Linked DNA regions of Mus musculus: regions 1, 2, 3, 4, 5 and 6 are each linked to region 7. A link is a contact called in public HiCAR-type and promoter capture Hi-C data. All regions are on one chromosome and are shown on one strand. The core of a region is the stretch at or near the end of the contact, and the rest is flanking DNA. Distances in the headings are between cores, read along the strand shown. Region 1 holds the start of Mapk1ip1l (mitogen-activated protein kinase 1 interacting protein 1-like). Region 2 holds the start of Dlgap5 (DLG associated protein 5). Region 3 holds the start of Gch1 (GTP cyclohydrolase 1). Region 4 holds the start of Rnase6 (ribonuclease, RNase A family, 6). Region 5 holds the start of Rnase11 (ribonuclease, RNase A family, 11 (non-active)). Region 6 holds the start of Ang (angiogenin, ribonuclease, RNase A family, 5). Region 7 holds the start of Naa30 (N(alpha)-acetyltransferase 30, NatC catalytic subunit).

Region 1 (2,808 bases), core at 280-2,779, 1.9 Mb after region 7:
GAGGCTTATTATACTAATCTGTAAATAAATCTCTTAAGTCACTGCCTGGCACTGAGCAAAAAACTCAACAAATGTTAGCTTTTACAACCGATACAATATGGCCACAAACCTTTGTCTATTTTCAAAGCAGAGAGCAACTAAAAAAAAAAAAGCAATTTCCTAAGTACTGCACAAACTTATTTGGTGGCAAAAGCTGACCCGACATTATTTATCCATTTCATTTTCCACCCACTCCCCGCTATAGTCTGAATAGTTACAACTGCTGAATTTTTTTCTTTCCTTCCCTAAAGTTTTGGGACTTGAATTTAGGACCTTGTAGCAAGCCGGGCTAGCACTTATCTACAGGCTCACCCTGTGCAAATATTACTAATTAACAGTCCCCGAGTCTAGGGCTCCTCTATAGTTAACAGTCACAGAATCTCAAGATTGCTGAATTCCTAAGGTTCCTGAGCCCAACGCTCAACCTCTGTAGGGAGAATGAAGATGACACCGATTCCTTCTGTAATCAAAAAGAACATTCCAACCTCGGCAGCTGCAGGAAAAAGTTTTTGAAGGGAAGTGTTCTAGAGAGTGGCTCCAATACTCCACGACTAAAAACTGCCCTCCTCCCCACCCAAGGAGCGCCACTAACAAAGACTTCCGAGGGCGACTCCAGCTTCTGAGGGTTTGGCCTCCAAACAGGCCTTTCGCACATGGGGGAGGGGGCAACACGTGTGTGTTTCTGTAGTAGGCTGTTACACATCTACGGTGGGGTCTGGTTTAGATACTTCAACTTTAGGATTCGTGAAAACATTACTTTCAGTTTTCATGGCAGGGAGGAAAAAAAATGGTTCAAGCGTTCTAGCTAGCTCAAAGGAGAACGTCACTCACTCAGCCCATGGCACCTTCTGTCCCCCGTAGTCATTTAAAGAATGGGTAATTACGATCAGCGAGAAGCTTGTCACACAGAATTATCAGGCGCCAGACCTTGCTGTAAGGATTCGGGTCTCCTCCACTGTCGTTTTTATTAGAAATTAGTGGCTGGGATACCGGTGGAGGGGCAAGGGGACGGGGGGGGGGTGTGGGGGACAAACAAGCTGCCCTTTAGGGTTAAGGGAACAAAGGGAATCCGGGATCAACCGGAGCGAACCAGCCCCCAGCCGGTCACGCAGGCGGATGTGGGGGAGGGTCGCCCGCTCCCGCCTAACCCCTCACCCCCCGCCCGCCCCCGCCCAAGCCTGGCATGACGTGGGCGCCCCGGAACCCGACGGGCGCGACATTAGATCCCTCGGTCGCCTGGTTCCCGGGGGACCCTCCCCATCGAAAGCTCTAGAGCCGCCAGGCCCCCCGGGACCCCGCGTCTTCGCATCGTCTCCCGCCAGCCTCGCGCCCCGCCGCAGGCGCCCAAGCGGACTCACCCGGCAGGATCCGAGTCCTAGGCGCGGCACAGTGGCGGCGGTGAGTCCAGAGAGACGGGCAATGGAGACCCGCTGAAGGCCTGATGGACCGAGACGACAGCGACACGGCTCCTCCTGGCACCGGAAAAGGAAGCGGGGAGGCCGACCTGGCCGCCCGTTATTTCCGCCCGCCCCGCCCAGCTTGCACTGCGCCTCCAGCCGGCCGCCCACGAAACTGCAGGCAGGGCCGCGTGGCTCCGGGAGCCTGGGCTGTTTCCCTCTGGGTGGAGCGCGGGAAGGTTTCCCTGCTTCCTGAGTCCAAAAGACCCAAAGGAAACCCCCTGGCCGGTGATGCTCACCGCAACCCAGGGACTGAAAGCGGAGTTTGGATTCTCTGTGTTTAGAGGTTTTTGTAGACAGGCTCCAAGCTGGCTGTCAGTAGTCCTGTTAAAATCGAGGGTAAAGAGATGAGGGAAAAGGGAAGTCTTTCTAAAGGTCTTGCGAATGAAAACTTTTAAAAGCATATGTCTGCAGAGACTGAGTTGTATAAGTTGGAATTTCAGTACTGTGGAAAGATTGGAATGTTGCAGGTCCAGGGGCTAATTACCTTATCTTGGGCTAGTGCTAGCCCTCCAGAATAGCCACCTCTGTGTCAAAACTAATATCTTGTGGCAATAAGATTAAAAACCTTTTAGGTCTATTAACAGGCAACTAGCCTCTGCCAATCCAAAAGCTAAGAATGTCATCGGATAATGTCTTAGATGTATAGAAAAGCTTCCTCTATCTTGATGTACCCTCCAATGTATCCATCCACCAGTGTGTTTTAAACTTTGCCTTGATTTATAGCGTTCTCTGTTCTGTAAAACTAAAAACCTCGTGATACTGGTTCCATGTTGGGACATGGAATTTGAGGTAACCTAAATTTGTGTTTTGGTGCCATCATCATTCAAAAATGGGTCCAGAATAAGCTATCTCTGATTCCCTTTAAGTTTTAAATTAAGAATAGTGGCCTCAACCTGTGGTTTATGAACCCTTTGGGCGTCGACTCTTTCATAGGGGTCGAATATCAGATATTTACATTATTTATAACAGTAGCAAAAATACAGTTATGAAGTAGCCATGAACTAATTTTCTGGTTGGGGGTTACCACAACATGAGGAATGGTATTAAAGAGTCACAGTATTAGGAAGGTTGATAAGCCACTGCTGTAAGATGAGAGGTGTTGGGTTTTTGAGACTGGCCTCTGTTTCTGGGAGACTCAAAACTGACATACCAGAAAGCAAAATCTAAATCTACATACAGATTTTCAGCCGGTCGTGGTGGCGCACACCTTTAATCCCAGCACTTGAGAGGCAGAGGCAGACAGATTTCTGAGTTTGAGGCCAGCTTGGTCTACAAAGTGAGTTCCAGGACAGCCAGGGATACACAGAGA
Region 2 (2,902 bases), core at 376-2,875, 1.8 Mb after region 7:
ACTGCTCAAGCCCTTGAGAAAGGCCAAGAAGGAGGCGCCACCTATGGAGAAGCCCGAGGTGGTGAAGACAAACCTGAGGGGACATGATCATCCTGCCCAAAATGGTGGGCAGCATGGTGGGCGTGTACAATGGCAAGACCTTCAACTAGGTGGAGCTCAAACCAGAGATGATAGGCCACTACCTGGGCGAGTTCTCCATCACCTACAAACCTGTGAAGCACGGCCGCCGCCCGGGATCGGTGCCACCCACTCCTCCCGATTCACTCCCCTCAAGTAGCCGAGGCCAATAGAGACTCAGTTTTGGGTCCCTGGGTGGTGGTGGTGGGTTAAGATTTATTTTGTTTTCTGCCTATGAGTGTTTTGCCCACAGAGGTCAGAATGTGATGGATCTTTTAGAACTGGAGTTACAGAGAGTTGTGAGCCACCACGTGGGTGCCTGGGTTTTCTGCCAGGGCAAGAAAGTGCTCTCAACTGCCAAGCAACTCTCCAGCCCCCAGTCTCAGCTATTTTAAAACAACAGTGAAACCCAAACAGGAACCACATTGTCACACACTGTTACTACGTCTTAAGGTGTCTTTTAACACCTTACAAGAACAGGTTTGTTTCCTGCAAACCATGTTTTTCAACCTATGCTGAACTTGTGACCCCATGATGTACGCCCACCCCTTTGCCTTGTTAAGTTCCTGAACACCTGTGATGACTCCCCTTCCACATGCTGTGTTCTTGCATTTATCTACCCCATAGGTAGCCTTGAACCCCGAGTGGCTCACTCTCCCGCTGGCCCAGATGCTAAAGGCACTAAGAGTCAGTTATCTCCAACGGCTCTTTTTTTTTTTTTTTTTTTTTTTTTTTTAGCAACCCTGACCCATTCCCATAAAAAGAACCTCAAAAGCCAGTGAGGGGCTGCTCTCTGAAATCTCCACTTTGGGAGACCGCAGCTGGCTGGCCAGTTTGCTTTAATCAGATATAGCTTGCTTTAATCAGCCACTCGCGAAATTGGTGTTTCTTTCCCCCATCAGATCTAACATAACCATGAATATTATGTCAGTTACCTATCTTCATCTTTCTCTTTGTATGTCCCAGAGGTCTCAGTGCTGCTATAGAGCTGCAGGCAGCTGGTCCTCTTTCCCAAGATGTTGGCAGGGAAAAAGCAAAAGCCAAACTTACAAACTCTTTCCTAATTTATCTTCCCGGTGTCTACTGGATACCGATCAGTCTACAAACACATGGTCAGCACAGCTGTCCTGGCCCAGGCGTTTTTGTTTTCTTGATATCTCATGGGATGTGTGCCTTCGTTTATGTGTCTGTTAGAAATCTCAGTTGATTTCTAAGGCAGACGTTAATTTTGCCTTAGAAAAGAAGGAGAAATGGAATAAATGATCTCGTTTAACTTAAAACCTTTGCCTTTTTTTAGCGTGGATGCTCAGCCCGTAATCCCAGCAGCACTCAGTGACAGGCAGGAGCATCTCGGTGAGTTCGAGGCCAGCCTTGTCTACATAGTGAGTTCCCAGACATAGTGAGACCTTGTCTTAAAAACCAAAACAAACAAACAAACAAACAAACACGTTTAAAAGGAAAGAAGAAAACCGGCCTGAAGAGCCAACAAGTGCGGCCCGCCCCACTGAGTTTATAGTGTGTCGCTGCCACGCCTAGCGGGTTTACCGCCTCCCTCCTCCCCCTCGCCCTCCCGCTCCCAACCCTTTGCCTTCCAAACAATTTAAATGTCGCACAGAACCAACCTATCGCAAGCCTCGTTCGAGGGGAAGGGGCGGGAGCTTCCGGAAGTGTTGGCAAAAGTCCCTCCAATCAGCGGCTGGCAGCGGGAAATTTCAGTTCCGTGAAGGGTCGGTCCGGGAGTTCCTTCTGCGGATCGGTGGAGTTTTCTGTGTTGCGACATTGTTGTGGATCCAGAAACTGCTTCAGGTAAGTGGGATCAAGAGTTCAAGGTCCTCCGTGGCTGCATACCAGCTCGAGAATGGCCTGGGACGAGACTGTCCCGAAAAAATTTAAAAATGGCCTAGGTGAGATGGCTCAACAGTTAGGAAGGAGCACTTGTTTGCAGAGTTAGCTTCCCAGCATCCCACGTAGGGCAGGTCACAAACTCCTTGTAGCTCCAGCGTCAAGAGGTCCGACACCCTCTACTGGACACCAGTATGCATCCACCCCAACACAGAAATAGACATACACATAAACAACAAGAAAAAAAACCTTTGGAAAAAATTGGCATGAAAAATGTAGATTATCCTAAAGCATTGACAGCGTATTAGAGATGAGACTCTACCCGACCTGTATGCTAGTAACCTCCCAAAATAGCCCACAAGTGTCAGTGGATTCTGCTTTTCCTGAAGACGCTGTCATTTCTCTCTAACCTGCTGTAAGTATTAGACGGAGAATCTTAAGATGAGTGCACAGGCAGGGGAGCTGACCTGAGAGGTCCACTTGACCATCACCATGACACAAGCCATTAGAGAAGAAGGACCTCAGTTGAGGAAATGACGACATGAGGTCCAGCTGTAAGGCATTTTCTCAGTTAATGATTAATGGGGAAGGGCCCAGCATCTTGTGGGTGGCAGCCATCCCTGGGCTGCAATCCTTGGTTCTGTAAGAAAGTGAAGCAAGCCAGTAAGAAGGGTCACTCTGTGGCCTCAGCACCAGCTCCTGCCTCCAGGTTCCAGCCTTGCTTGAGTTCCAGTCCTGACTTCCTTTGATGATGAATAGCAAAGTGGAAGTGTGAGCTGAATAAGCCCTTTCCTCCCCAACTTGCTTTTAGGTCATGGTGTTTTGTTGCAGCAATTGACACCCTGTCTAAGACAACCGTGTTAACAAGTTTTGCTTAAACTCTTTCTCTAGTAGTTGTGTTTGACACTTTCTCTCTTTTCCTTTTTTTCTTTTGGTGGGGAGA
Region 3 (2,875 bases), core at 81-2,580, 2.0 Mb after region 7:
AAAACAGCAGAGCAGCGATCTGGCAGCTCACAAATATTATTATCTCCCTAGGCATAGGGGACTCCGGTGAGTGCCATGCACCATAACTCATGCCTTGAGAGAGGCCAGAGGGTTTTCTAGAGTGGCAGGTGTGTGTGTTGTATACATTTTAAACGACTGAACAATTTTCAAGTCACAACTTCTCCAGTCTTTAAAGCAGGAGAGAGGCAGGGCTCATGCTTTTAATCCCACCGTTTGGAAGTGTGAGGCAGGCAGATCATTTGAATTAAAGGCCTTCCTGGTGGTCGACATAGAGAACTCCAGGCCAGACAGAGCTGCACTGTGAGACTTGGTCTCAAAAAGTAAAACAAAGCACAACAAAAGAATGACACCCAGCACTTGGGAGGCAGAGGCAGGTGGATTTCTGAGTTCGAGGCCAACCTGGTCTACAAAGTGAGCTCCAGGACAGCCAGGGCTATACAGAGAAACCCTGTCTCGAAAAAACAAAAAAAAAAAACAAAAAAAAAAAAAACAAAAAAAAGAATGACTCCAGTAGAAGTATAAACAAGGATGGGGGTGAGGGTGTGTGGGACAACGACTCGTGAGCCCTCACCCTAGACAAAGAGCCACAGGTGACCGAGGAATGCTTAGACTGAGGTAATCTTCCCTAGGACAGAGAACACCAATACCAGATTAGCCCCGAAAATGTATACACACAAGAGACATTAACCAGACTGAGCAAGTTGTATTTATATATTTAGAAACACACATACATACATACATAAGAACTGTTAAAAAAAGAGACTGAATGTAAAAGAGAACAAGGTGTGGGGGGGGGCGGGGTGAAGGTATTTGGGAAGGTTTGGAAGGAAGAAAGGGAAAACAGACAGGAAATTATTGTAATCTCGGAAAAAAAAAAGCTAAAAAGAAAAAAAATATTTAAAAAAGAGCACAAGGTTGCTTATCACCAGAATATTTGCTCCACCCTGCCTGCCCCAGCAAGGTCACCTGTTAGTTAGCTCATCTTTCTCAGGGCAACTAGACCACAGCATTTTTGCGAACACGCCCCCTTTTCCGGTGGAAAGTGAGGGAGAATCGGTGTTTCTATCTCGGAGGTTCCAGCTCCCCGGATTCTTGGCTTTTTGTAGACTCAGTTCTTCCTTTTATAAGTCGAGGGGGTCTAACCAGAAGCTTGTCTTGTGTAACTGCGGGGGTTTAGGGGCCACCCAGGAGGGCGGGGCTCAGGGGCGGGGAGAGATCCATGACGCAAGAGGCTCCGGCCAATGAAAATATCTCGCGGCGCCGGCCGAGTCGCCCTGCCATAAAAAGAGAGGCGCGGCGGGGCTCCCCAGCCGGCGACTGCCCTAGACTCCGAGAGTGTCCCTAGGTGCTGAGCCCCAGTCCGGGTGACGGCCACAGGTTACGGCCGCCGGCTAAGCTGAGCCGCAGCGCTTGTTAGCACCCTAGGGTGTCTCGGGAGCGGTCGCGCCGGGTCCATGGAGAAGCCGCGGGGAGTCAGGTGCACCAATGGGTTCTCCGAGCGGGAGCTGCCGCGGCCCGGGGCCAGCCCGCCTGCCGAGAAGTCCCGGCCGCCCGAGGCCAAGGGCGCACAGCCGGCCGACGCCTGGAAGGCAGGGCGGCACCGCAGCGAGGAGGAAAACCAGGTGAACCTCCCCAAACTGGCGGCCGCTTACTCGTCCATTCTGCTCTCGCTGGGCGAGGACCCCCAGCGGCAGGGGCTGCTCAAGACGCCCTGGAGGGCGGCCACCGCCATGCAGTACTTCACCAAGGGATACCAGGAGACCATCTCAGGTCCGTGCGTGCGCCGGGGTGTGCTGGGCGCCAGGAGGCGGCTTCAGGAAGCGTGGGCAGCTCCGGGAACTTTCCCGAGTTGCTTCACTTTTGGCGCAGGGAGCCAAGTTGTCAGGTCCCGGTCCCAGCTGTGGCCCCAGAGCCTCCACCTGGCGGAGGCGAGGGTCCCTCCTGGCTGGCACTCAGGGCTCTGGGGAGGGTGAATGCATAGCCACTACACTGAACTCCGGGGCGGGAAGGGATGTGAGACCCTCTTACCCCAGCGCTCAGAACGCGATTAGGCACGTGCAGCATCCACCGTTCCCCCCCCCCCCCGCAAGGATCCCGTGGACACTTGTTGATGGGACGCGTCTTGCTTTTGGGTGAAGCCAGGTTTCCGTTACACCCCGTGAGCCAAGTAAAGTTAGGTACTTGTAATGGGGTAGGGAACTTCAGAGAACTGGAATTTGCATCCAACTACTCTAGCTTAGGACTTTACACCAAAATTTGGCACAATTCTGGATTCGGACTTCCTAGCAGTTTGAGGTGTGGACTTTTCTTGAGCTAGCATTATTGCTGAAAGTCTTTAATGTTTGCTCCCTCAAAGAATAAAGGGACACTCCACCCCACCCCCGCGCTGATACTCTGATGGTTGAAGTTCACTGGACCTGGGATTCCGTGCTTTTGCCCTCCTAGCCACCCACCTCCACCCCCGCCGCCTAAAATCCACAGTCTGAGCCTGCTGGCATCAAGTCTTTCCCAGCCAGTGACGAGGCAGTTGCTGTGGGTACAGAGGCAGGGTGAAGAGGAAGTGGAAAGCAGGGCCTTGCTGCCTATTTGGTTAAGCAGTGTTGGCCTTTATAAAAAAGAAGCTCTGGTTCCTTTGGCTGAGTTCAAAGGCCTCATTTCCAGTTTACATCTGGGCATCTCTGTGACGTGTGTCTTTGCCTCCACCATTACACACGGAAAAAACAAAAAACCAAAAACAAACCACACTGCTTTGAAAGGTAGTAATCCTGTCTGTTCCTGAAGGCATTGAGAGCATGGGGACCCGTCCTAGAAAGAACAATTATTTCTGCCAAACCTTCCTCGACCTCAAAGGAAG
Region 4 (2,702 bases), core at 203-2,702, 2.0 Mb before region 7:
TCCTCCAGTGTGTGAGCAGTCAGTCATCTTGACAGGTTCTGCGCTCTCGTGGCAGTTCTTCCGACCGTTCTTGCAGGTGATATTGTGCAAACTGCAGGTAGCAGCCACATTCTGGAAAGATTCATGCAGAAAGGTGTTTATCTGTTTACAGTGTTGGGTATAATTGTTGACACCGCGCATGGCTGTGTTGCATGGTTGACGACTTGTCTGTACGTGCTGAATTTCAAACCAGTGTGCCCTGGAGAGACCCTTAGGCTGAGAGCAAAGTAGATACATCGGCTCCCACAGCTCAAGCAGCAATAGGAGAGGAAGGTACCTGGGAAGGTCTACCACCATGTTTTCTGTGTAGGGAAAAGGAAGATTGTGGTGATAGAAGAAGCAATAAGAGCAAACGTATCTATCACAACTAGCTTGATTTTTCCCCCTTCCTTTTATGATTTCATAGCTCCTAAAAAATGAAGTAAGCTAGTCTCATATTCAAATTCTATGAAAAATTTGAAATCCAATAAGGAGGTCAGAGACGAGTAGGCTGGCCTGATTGTCACCTCTCATCCTCTTTGACCTAAATTCATACATGAATGCTTCCTGTTGGGATCACAGCACAAATGCCCGTGCATCCACAGATCTTCAGAGAAACCAGAAATGTTAAGCACACAAGATTGTCTTTCCAGTGGGAAAGAGGAAAACCCCCGACCTTCCATCCAGAAAGCTGACAACTGGAAGTGGTTAACATTCTGGTGACCTGTGTTATCGGTTGGGCCAGCTATATGAAGCTCCTGCAACCAGGACTGAAGGTTGCTCTTAATATAAATGACTCTTACAGTCAGAGGCTCCCCCAAGGTTCCATAACAAGGACCAGAATTGACTAATGACCCAAATGACCTCTATGCTCTCTGTATGCCTGAAACCAGGCCAGACCTTTAAGCCCTTAAGCTAGTACAGGTAGCTTATCTTTAGAACCTATTTCTTTGAAGAAATGACACTACCCTGAGTTGAGTTTCAATGTTACTACAGTTCCTTGTGCATCAGAGATTGAATTATGCCAGGAAACTTTTTTTTCCAAATTATACTGGGTTTAAATACACTGGGAATAAACCGCCTGTTATTAGACTCTCAGAAGTCCGATCCAGTCAATTTGTACCCAATCTTCACTCTTATCTCTTCGTGGGGTTCCCTTCCCTGTATGATACCTGCAGTAACACCCCCCATCCTCCCGCTGCAGCTTCCACCTGTCATCCCTTGGTCCATGTTTATCTTCCCTCTCCAGTTGGCATTTCCCAGACAACTCCGCTGCCTGGCCAGGGGCCTGAAGCACCTCTCTTACCTGCTGGTTGTGCTGGGCTCCTATGGTGAACAGGGCCAGATGATCCGTCCCAGGCTCAGAATATTTTGTTTGTTTCTCTTCTTCAAGCCGGTCACAGCTGCCTAGGTGGGGCACAGGAAGGCTTATTTTTAAGCCTATGAAAGAGAAACCTTAGATTTTGCAGAAGTACAGTGGGGTAAGACTCTCCACCTCCTAGTGAGCTCTTTAACAGTTCCAATGTCAGCGAAGAGGAAGAACAAACTCAACTCAAAAACCAAGTAGCCTCAAAGCTCAGAGGTTTAAGGACCTGATCACTTGCTGTGGGCTTAGCACTTCCTTTTTCACTGTAGCTTCCGTTTTTGAAGCCCTATGATTTTAGGTTTTTTTAACAAAAAAAAAAAAAAAATATATATATATATATATATAGCTGGTGCTTTTGGCCTCTTTGGGCACCTGCAATTACATTCATATAGTTCCTTTACCCCATACGCATCTTTAAAAATAGCTTTAAAAAAAAAACAACAACAAAAAAAACTTTTAATTGATTTTTTGAGAATTTCACATCATGCACCCAATCCCTCTCGTCACTCATCCCTCCGTATCCGCACTCCACCTTTGCACCTTCCCCACGGAAAGAAAACAAACATCTCACAGAGTGTATAACAGTATGTGCCACAGTAGACCCTTTTGTCCAAACATCTTTACTTGCAGATGTTCATTGCAGTGAGTCTTTGGTCTGGTTTGGGGACTCTGGCTTCTGCTAAACTATCAATACTGGATCCTCACTGGGACTCCTCTGGGATATCCTGTTATTGCCATGAGTCCTGGAGATCTTGCAGCTATGGTTCTGGAGGACCTGCCCCTTCATGTGCTCTGCCATAGATAGGGTAGATGTAAGGGTGGGCAAACTCAAAGCCCTGGATCTGGGCCTGGGTAGTAGCTGAGTTGGTGAGCCTAATAGCTCTCCTTTGCTCACACCAACTTGGCCAGATCTACTGTACTGCCCAGGCAAGGTTTAGGGTGCTCTCCAAATGCTACAGCTGGCAAGGGGTGGGGCCAGCTCTCCTATCTGCTTCAGGTGGCTAGCAGTCGGGGGAGGGGAGGCATCTCTCCCACGCCCACACCAACAGATGGCCCCTGAGGACAGCCAGTGTTTCTGCACTCATACCCTTGGGGCCCAGGTCACCCACAATCCTTAAAACCAGGGCCAGTTCTACTGTGCTTCTCCATATGGTGGGGGAGGGAGCTGATTTGAGCTGCAGCTGATGAAGGCCTGAGCCCTCTCCCACACTGCCCAAGTGAGGGATAGGATCAGCTTAGCATAGCCTAGTCCCAGGTGGCAGTCTAGACCAGAGACAGCCACACAGCCTTTGGTGATATCATGGGCCACAGACATCAA
Region 5 (2,715 bases), core at 35-2,534, 1.9 Mb before region 7:
CTGGAATGAGAACAGCAAAGGTTTGGCTCATAGCCTTCAGGGGCGGGCGTTCTCTGTTCCTGGAGGGAAGGAGAGAAGTGTTGAGAGGTCCAAGAAAGTGTCTTTCAAGTGATGTTTTACAGAATGGGGTTGGGGTACAGGGTGGGATGACAAAGGAGGCGAGGTGACAGTGCAGAACGCACATGGGTAGGAGAAACTTTTAAAGGGGAGGGGGGGGAAAAGGGTAAAAATCATTTTAGAGTGTAAGAGAGAATTATCAACACAAATAATCATCTTTTCTGGGGCTCGTACTATGGAATGTCTAGCACTGACAATACTAAAGATCTTCACGTTGACTACTCATGCTATGCTGCTGACAGTTCGGATGTGATGTCAGCGCAGGTCCGTGTGTCCTCTAGCAGTGGTCAGAAAGGATGTTTCAGGATCAGGGAGTTGTCAGCCTTACAAGAGTGTGGGTCGTACCTGTCACCTAACCAGACAGTGAAAAGACTGGACACAGTGAAACATAAAGAAAGATGTGCAGTCGGCTCTCAGAGAGGGAAACAATAAATACTTTGGGATTAAAGGAAATGGCGAGGAAGACTTCGCAGAAGGAAGAGCAAGCAGGGTGCTTCCCGGGCTCCAGGTTCAGACTGCCACAAACACACTCTGTCCAGTTCCCCTTGAGTGTTCTTGGCTTCTGGATTCCTCATCAAGCCCACACACATCTCTCTACCCCTTTCTTGCCCCTCCTCCCCTTGGTCAGACCCAATAGCAGAATCTTTGACTATGAGACACAGTGTCACTTCCAGCCCTGCAAGAAGCTGGACTCTTTCTCGGCAGCATCATCTTGTCAAAGGAACTGGTAAAGAGAGATCTGTGACTGAGAATGGGTGGCGAAGAAGCCAGGGAATAGAGAAAGGTTACTGTCTGTGCCTGTTCACATGGCACCCAGAGCCAGGTCCTGTGTGGGCAGTAAGAGACAGCAATAGTGAGGTGTGAGATGGCTTTAACCTACATGGAGACTGTAGACCCCTCCAGCAAGAGCAGAAAAGAGAAAGATGCTTGGTCCCTGCACATTAGATTTAGCTCATGGGTTTTATGTCTTTGTTCGTCATTTTGTTTTTTCTTCAGATTGGTAAACTAAGGTTAAATAGATAGAGTGAATGATTGTAAGTGGAGATTTTAACATTGTTGCTCAGGTTGCTCAAGGGACTGTCATCTTGCTATGTCATATTTCAACTATATCTGTGGGAGTCTTATGTTTAGAGGTTGCTACTAAGAATAGTTACCCTCACAAAAAAGGAAAACATCTGCCCTGCATTCTCCTTCCTTTTATCTTTACTGCAGACAAGATCACCATACTTACAAGATGGCAGTCTTTCTGCTGTTGCTCGCCCTTGGACTGCTTCTTGCAAAGCCTTCAGAAAGCAGAATGAAGGGGACCACAGAACAATTTTCACAGGAAGAGATGCAACCTGCTGCAAAACAGACTCTAGAGGAATCAGCAAACTCAACCCTGTCAGACAAAAATACTGGCCTCAGCATATCCAAACATGTGATGTCTGCCACACCCCTAACACCCAGAAGGCTATCTTTTATTATCCCCAAGGGAAATACTATGAGAGATGGCAGGAACTGTGTAAACAGCCTAAGAGTCTGGAGAACCGAGGTAGACGGGAATGCATCCTGTCAGTTGGGCAATGACTTTATACATGGCTCCATGGATGTGAGCCTCAGAATTCCCAAGGCCACCCGAGGGAAGTGTGAACAAACACCCAAGCCAAGCAGCAGTGGGAGCCTAGGACTGGAGCGTACCACGTGCAAGGTCCTTGCAGGCCACCAGTGCCTCAGGTCCCATGAGCACAGCATCACCTCATTAAAGAAAATCCTGACAGTGCTGGCCAGCAATTCTCTGATGAGCTGGTTAGTTAGTGGCTGTAAATTGTAAGTCACAGGCTTTGGGACTAAAGAAGGACAAGTTCAAGGTCATTGTTGCTTCTCTCCTTCTGCCTCACACATCTTTCCTTTAGTACGTGGTGAACACTATTGGTACTAACCGGATGAGCGAAACAAAGTAGCAGCACAAATTAATTAAAACTTGTAGCTGACCCTAGAACACACACTCATCTTCCCGCTCTCACTCTTGTTCCCACAACCTGAACTCCTTCCTGGTTTAACTATCAAGCTACCCCAGAGCTGAGTTTGCCCAAGTGGACAAAGGTAAGGAGAGAAACTCCAGGTCAGATAGTGTGAATGAGGGTGAGGTACATACTCAGTCCTGCTCTTCCAAGGATAGTGAGCATGTGTGTGCCCCTGAACACGCCTGCCTGCCACCCAGCTGTGGTGGCTTGTCCTCGGGGAGACGTCTCGGCATCAACAGATCCAGCACTGTACAACCTGCATTCCCCTGTTGCTATCTCAGGACCACTGCAAAGAGGAAGCAAAGCTCCTGTCACCGCTAGGTAAAGTCTGGCTACTCACGAGCTGTGCCTGCCGAGAGGCAAATTATAGGAAATAGAGGTAGTGATGTGTCAAGTATATGGCAAGTTTCAAGCAGGGTTATCTTCCATCTTGATGCTTTCTCTACCAATCTTAAGCCCGCAGAGTTAACAGTGCATGAAGCACAGACCGTTACCAGGTTGTTATTCATTGTTGTGCAAATGTATGCGCCTGTTTCCCCTCTTATCCTTCATCCCAAGGCAACTCTTTTTTTTTTTTTTAACAATTTTATTT
Region 6 (2,700 bases), core at 169-2,668, 1.9 Mb before region 7:
GAATAGTTCCAACTCTTGTGCAGACTCAGTTTACCCATTCTTAACCAGGTAGTGCTCACAGGAATCCGGGTTGGCAGTGCTATGTAGACTAGACATGTAGCAAACTACCTGCAGCTGGGGTGGCAATGTGATAAACACCCTTCTCCTAGGTATACTCTCCCTACTTTGTGTATCTTCATAACAGTCCAACTGGACTAGAACACCCTGTGCCTGGTCTTCCTCCTGTCTTTCCTCCTTTCTCCCCTCAACCTAGCATCTTTTGATCTTGGTTCATGTTCCTCTTTGTTTTTAAGGAGCGTCCATAACTTTTTCTTTTTTCTTCCTTCTTTTTTTTTTTTAGGAAAGAATTGAGTAGGAAATACTGCTGAAAGTACTTCCTGATTCCGGGTTTTCCTTTTTTTTTTTTTTTTTTTTTTTTCTTTTCTTTTCTTTCCTTTTTCTTTTTGGAGACAGGCTTTCTCTGGGTAGCCCTGGCTGTCCTGGAACTCACTTTATAGACCAGACTGGCCTTGAACTCAGAGATCTGCCTGCCTCTACCACCCCAGTGCTGAAATTAAAGGTGTGGACCACCACCACCAGACTCGGGGTTTTCCTTATTATTCCTGCCAAGCCAAGCTTGTTATGGAGGAAACACGACAGATCACATGCCCTTCTGCAAATGGCTTCCTAAGCCTTTGGGGGCTTTTAATCACAATTGAAGAAACCCTCCTATATCTCCATCTCCTTGATCGAAATCCCATTAATTGCTTCCCAGATACAAACCACACCAAATAATCCTGTTTTCATTTTAAATTTTAACTCTTACTCGTTTTCTTTTTAATGTGCAAGTTTGAGTCCAGAAAGCGTAAGGGGTGTTAGTCAGTTTCACTAAAATAGATGAACTGCTAGAAAGAGCACAGAGGAAAAGAAGCAGAGAGTTGAACACCCACAAGGAAGAATCTTACCAAAGCTGGCCAGCTTTCCTCCGACTGGGAATGTGTCCAGCTGCGTGCTCCTGGAGACAGGGTCCTGCGGTGTGAAGCTAGAGGCTCCTCACAGGCTGGTAATATACAGTGCTCATGTGACGGGGTGGGGAGAACCTATCTAAGGATCTTTACTTTGGCAGCGACTTGTAAACCAAGGCCACTAATCATGGGCAAACAAGGAGTCATTCACCTTTCCCCTGAGCATGCCTGGGTCAAATATTAACCACCTGGTGGACCACACATCTCTTTCAGCAATGATAATGTTTGCTAAGCACGGCCTTTTGTTCCTAAGCTGCCTCTTTCCTTATGTGTATGGTCCTTATCCTTGCTCAGGGTAGGACTGAAGTTTCACTGTGCATATGCCATAGATCCAAAAACATATTATCCCTGACGTTCAGGCCAACTTCAGGAACTACTTTGAAAGAAGTCTAAAGGAAGGAGTGAGGCAACTGTGCCCCCACCTCTCCAACCCCCAGAAATACACACAGCACTTCCTGGGCTCCTCCTCCCTCTGTCCATCCTCTGGAGAAAAAAGAATATATATTTATGGCTACTCAGCTTCCTGTTCTTTAAAGCACAGTTGCAAAACCAGCTGTCTACATCTAAGCATTATGGGAACCAAGTACAGAAGAAATTATGCATGTCTGCTCTGCTTATGAGGTAACTCTAAGATCGAAGAGTAGACAAGCCACGGGGTCAGACTTCTAAAACCCAGAAAGTACACAGTGAGGTAGTGAAGAAATCTACTAGAATTGTTCTAACAGATTCATCTTCAAGGCTGGACAGATCGCTCAGTGGTTGCAGGCACTTACTCAGGTTCAGTTCTCAGACCCACATGGCAGTTCCCAACCATATGTAGTGATGCCTTCATCTGGTCTCCCTGGGCATTGCATATGTGTGGTACACAGACATACATGCAGATAAATAAATACATACAATTTTAAAAGTTGCCATACATTTATCTTGTATATAGGGCAAAGTTGCAATATTTTAGCTCCTTGTCAATTTCTAGATTTTGCTCCATCATTGTGTAGATATTTATGTGTGATTTAAGCTGTACTAATTTCTAAAAGCAAAAATAGGGATGGGAGACCTACAGGTTGTCAGCGGAGTAGAGGTGGAGGCAGGGGCAAAGCATCTCTCACTGTGTGGAAGCGTGCTGGGGATGTCTGAGGTGAGTCTGGGCACAAAAAAAAAAAAAAAAAAAAAAAAACGAGAGCATCAGCTGACTCGCCGTAGCAGGAGGAAGAATTCAGCACTCCAGCATCTTCAGACTCCCTCAGCAAGGCTGGTCCTCTGTGTGGCAGGAACAGGGAACCCTCAGAAAGCAGCAAAAATGCAAGCAGGCAGCTTTGGGGCGCTGACTTGCAGACATGTTCACACCCGGACTTGGGAACACTTGGGGAAGACTGCACTGGTATAAAGGACCCACAGTACGGTCGGGATGGATCTGGATTCACTTCCGTTGGTGTAACTGAAGAAATGGGCTGCCAACATTCCTTTAAGTTAGTTAATCTCAGTGTCTCTCCATTGGGTGGATCCTTTCCAGAGAAGAATTTTTACTTACTCATTTCTATATTCTCAGTGACTGACACATAAGTCCTCATCAACTGATCTAGAGCCTCTAACCACGAAAAACATTCTGGGCTTCTCTTTAAAGGTTCAGAGATGCAAGATTTGGTAGCAGTTATTAAATAAACTTGATTGCTAAGCCGAGCAATCTCTGGCTGTGGGA
Region 7 (2,700 bases), core at 193-2,692:
AAACATGATTAGAAGCTAATGTAAACAGGATGTAAGACAGCCCCCATGTGAAACATGCTCTGCACAGGATTGCTGCTGTTCCAAAAGTCACAAGATAACCCAGATCACGAGCTCTTACCTTCCACACAGTTCCACGGAATACCTGGGAAAAGTGCGCACCTTCGCGCCTCCCATCTGTAAGGTACTATGAAAATGAAGGATACATCCACGGCCACACTCCGGGCCCTCACACTCCCTGCCCCGAGTGGCCTGGATCTCTGCTGGGCTCACCCTGTTTTCATTCCATCCACTTACCAAGAAACACAGCTGTGGCCAGTTGTGGATAAAATATCTATACGTATAAATGGAGTAGGGTTCAGACAGATCTTTGGTGATCAGTCTCATGATATCAGGCATTTGGAGCTCAGATTCATATCGGACGTATCGTATCGTCCGATCCTCCCCGGGCTCGGCCTCCCTGCCCTGGGAGCTCCTTAAACTGCAGCCGGTGGTCAGAGACGAAGACAGCAGCCGCACCTGCTCGTCCATCTCCTCCTCCTCCTGCTGCTCGGTGCCCTCCACCAGTCCATTTCGGGCCGCAGCGGGGTCGCTCGCCGCCCCCGCCGCCGCCGCCGCTGCCTCTGACCGGCCGGGGAGTGCAGTTCTTGCATTGTTGGGGACCGAGTGGGGAGGTCTCTCCCCCGGGTGTCCCTCGGCTCCTTTTGTGGCAGTCACTTTGGAGGCCCCGTCGGGGGCGGCCGCCTCCGCTGCACTCAGAACCTTACTCTTGAGGGTCGCCGCGGCCCGGAGGTGTCGCAGTTCTGGGCCGATCAAGCCGTTGAGCTGCTGCTGCTGCTGCTCCGGAGGCAGCTGCGGGCAGCGAAGGCAAGAACGCGCCTTGGCCGAGGTCGCCGCCTCGCCGCCCGCTGGGCTCCCGCAGCCGCCTTCGTGCTCCTCGTCGTCCTCCTCGTCCTCGCTGCAGCAAGCGAGCGCGGCCCCCGCCGGGAACGGGCAGCGGAGCTCCGCCGCCGCTGGGGCCGCAGGCGCTGGTGGTGGGAGGAGGCTGCTAGGCCCAGGCGGTACCTCCGCCATCCTAGAAGCGACACAGCCGAGAGAGGAGGCCATGAGAGGCGGCCGACCGGCGCCAGGCAGCGCGGACTGGCGGGCCGGGGGCGGCCGAGGCGGGGGGAACAAAGGCAGAAACCGTCCCTCACCGAGTGTCCCCAACGCCGCGCCGCCCCCACGCCGCCGCGCCGGCCACCGTCCCTGGCCGCCCGAGCCCCGCCGCCGGCCGTGTCACCGCCTCCCACCCGCCCCTCCTCGCGGCTCACCCCGCGCCGCTCCCCGCCGCCGTTTCCGCCGCTCCTCTCCCTCAGCCACCGCCGCGCCGCAGTCGCCTTCACCGCCGCGGCCGCTCCGCCGCCACCACCGCCACCGCTGTCGCCGCCGCTGCCGAGCCTCTCACCCGGCCGCCGCCGCCGCCGTAAAGCGCCTCGCCTGTTACCCCGGGTAAAGTTTCCTGGGCCAAGCTTTACGACACTTCCCTGCCTGCCGGCTGCCGGGCCAGAAAAGGGGGCGTGGAGGGAGGTGACCTGTGCAGGGGCGGGGCCCGAGGTGTCTCCGGAGGGCTTCCGGGAGGCCGCGTGCCGGGGGTGGGGCTCTAGCCTGGGGTTCCAGAGGTTCCTGCGGAACTCGCCCCGCAGCCTCCCCGGGTGGGCAGGGCTAGGTGCCCTGGGAGCTGCTGGCTGTTGACATCCAACCTCTAGTGCCTTTATGCAGCTGTACTGTTACAACTTTTGCTCTGACCTGGCGCGTGGGGCAGGGAGCGCCGGCTACAAAGGCAGCAAATCCCGGCCTGGACCGCGAATTAGAGGGAATTTAAAACATTGAGCTGTGAAGATAGCATTTTGCAATTTAAAAAAAAGAAGAAGAAGAACCTTTACCTACCCCGTTGGGACAAAAGAATGGCTAGTAGTCTTGTTGCCCCATTCCTCCACCCCAAAGATTGAAGGCATAAATGTGACAAACAGGTGCCGGACAACGAAAGGCAACAACTGGGGGAAGCGACAGAGATGGTGGCGGCTAACAAGCGTACTCCTGATTTGTGGTTGTAATTGTGTTAGGTTGGGAAGCACCTGGTAAGAGTTCACGGGATCCTCCCATGTGATATGCTAAGCAGGTGTAAAAACTTTGAGCGTGTGGGTTACCTCTGCTCTAATCCACAGCTGGTAGTTTTCTGCATATCTGATCTGAGAGTTGAGTAACTCACACGCATACTAATCAAGTTACTTATTAACTTGTAGGAGCTGAAGAGATGAGTCAGCAGTAAGGAACACTAGGGTTAGATTCCCAGCACCCAAATGGCAGTTCACAACTGTCTGTAATCCCAGGTCAAAGGGAGGCTACAGCCTTTTCTGGCCTCCAAGGGCATCAGGAATGTGCACAGATACGCCTACATACAGGCAAACACCCATAACAAGTTTAAAAAGAATAAAATGTGTTAGATAGCTTTTTTATTTATTTCAACTGATTTATAGAGCTAGTCAGGTATGCCCAAGATTCATGTTTTCAGAGATAGGCTTTTATGACAGGTGTTTGCAACTTTGTGCCATAATCTAAACTGAAAAAAAAAAAAAGTGAGCTGCAGTAGTCAGCACATGTCTGGAATCCAAGTACTCAGAAGGCAAAAGTAAAAAGCTATGGAATTCAAAGGAAGCCTGG

Evidence for each region. Promoter capture Hi-C pulls out the DNA fragments that hold promoters and counts their contacts. HiCAR-type assays count read pairs that join an accessible place to other places. Capture Hi-C pulls out chosen DNA fragments and counts their contacts.
Region 1: a contact with region 7 is called in a promoter capture Hi-C map of pre-B cells, with 3 times the contacts expected there. The contact joins the promoter of Mapk1ip1l here to the promoter of Naa30 in region 7. A contact is called at or near these places in 4 of 39 promoter capture datasets (cranial neural crest, hippocampal neurons, liver and 1 more), 1 of 484 Hi-C or Micro-C datasets (CD4 T cells) and 1 of 115 datasets of contacts at active chromatin or transcription factors (astrocytes).
Region 2: a contact with region 7 is called in a promoter capture Hi-C map of adipose tissue, with 2.6 times the contacts expected there. The contact joins the promoter of Dlgap5 here to the promoter of Naa30 in region 7. A contact is called at or near these places in 2 of 39 promoter capture datasets (embryonic stem cells and pre-B cells), 1 of 115 datasets of contacts at active chromatin or transcription factors (astrocytes) and 1 of 9 other capture datasets (adipose tissue).
Region 3: a contact with region 7 is called in a promoter capture Hi-C map of pre-B cells, with 4 times the contacts expected there. The contact joins the promoter of Gch1 here to the promoter of Naa30 in region 7. A contact is called at or near these places in 2 of 39 promoter capture datasets (hippocampal neurons and pre-B cells) and 1 of 115 datasets of contacts at active chromatin or transcription factors (embryonic forebrain).
Region 4: a contact with region 7 is called in a promoter capture Hi-C map of pre-B cells. The contact joins the promoter of Rnase6 here to the promoter of Naa30 in region 7. A contact is called at or near these places in 4 of 39 promoter capture datasets (cranial neural crest, hippocampal neurons, liver and 1 more).
Region 5: a HiCAR-type map of astrocytes shows a contact between it and region 7, with 5 times the contacts expected there. The contact joins the promoter of Rnase11 here to the promoter of Naa30 in region 7. A contact is called at or near these places in 8 of 39 promoter capture datasets (the 3T3-L1 cell line, 3T3-L1-derived adipocytes, HPC-7-derived erythroid cells and 5 more), 1 of 115 datasets of contacts at active chromatin or transcription factors (astrocytes) and 3 of 9 other capture datasets (adipose tissue, embryonic stem cells and liver).
Region 6: a contact with region 7 is called in a promoter capture Hi-C map of liver, with 3 times the contacts expected there. The contact joins the promoter of Ang here to the promoter of Naa30 in region 7. A contact is called at or near these places in 2 of 115 datasets of contacts at active chromatin or transcription factors (acute myeloid leukemia and embryonic forebrain) and 2 of 9 other capture datasets (adipose tissue and liver).

Annotation. Positions count from the first base shown.
Region 1 is chr14:47,296,995-47,299,802 of GRCm38.p6, reverse strand. It overlaps Mapk1ip1l (mitogen-activated protein kinase 1 interacting protein 1-like), which reads right to left and starts at 1,529. Exons shown (of 4, transcript NM_178684.6): 1 at 1,398-1,529. Gm35078 reads right to left here. Exons shown (of 2, transcript XM_006519856.4): 2 at 1,398-1,820. The coding sequence ends at 1,415.
Region 2 is chr14:47,417,130-47,420,031 of GRCm38.p6, reverse strand. Dlgap5 (DLG associated protein 5) reads left to right here and starts at 1,625. Exons shown (of 19, transcript NM_144553.2): 1 at 1,625-1,923. It also overlaps the pseudogene Gm8353.
Region 3 is chr14:47,187,868-47,190,742 of GRCm38.p6, reverse strand. Gch1 (GTP cyclohydrolase 1) reads left to right here and starts at 1,330. Exons shown (of 6, transcript NM_008102.4): 1 at 1,330-1,791. The coding sequence starts at 1,476.
Region 4 is chr14:51,127,787-51,130,488 of GRCm38.p6, reverse strand. Rnase6 (ribonuclease, RNase A family, 6) reads right to left here and starts at 1,452. Exons shown (of 2, transcript NM_030098.3): 1 at 1,325-1,452; 2 at 1-341. The coding sequence starts at 336.
Region 5 is chr14:51,048,732-51,051,446 of GRCm38.p6, reverse strand. It overlaps Rnase11 (ribonuclease, RNase A family, 11 (non-active)), which reads left to right and starts at 1,284. Exons shown (of 1, transcript NM_001011877.2): 1 at 1,284-1,996. The coding sequence starts at 1,352. The coding sequence ends at 1,930.
Region 6 is chr14:51,094,718-51,097,417 of GRCm38.p6, reverse strand. Ang (angiogenin, ribonuclease, RNase A family, 5) reads right to left here and starts at 1,418. Exons shown (of 2, transcript NM_007447.3): 1 at 945-1,418. It overlaps Rnase4 (ribonuclease, RNase A family 4), which reads right to left and starts at 1,418. Exons shown (of 2, transcript NM_201239.3): 1 at 945-1,418.
Region 7 is chr14:49,170,988-49,173,687 of GRCm38.p6, reverse strand. Naa30 (N(alpha)-acetyltransferase 30, NatC catalytic subunit) reads right to left here and starts at 1,442. Exons shown (of 5, transcript NM_027492.2): 1 at 1,311-1,442; 2 at 295-1,072. The coding sequence starts at 1,071.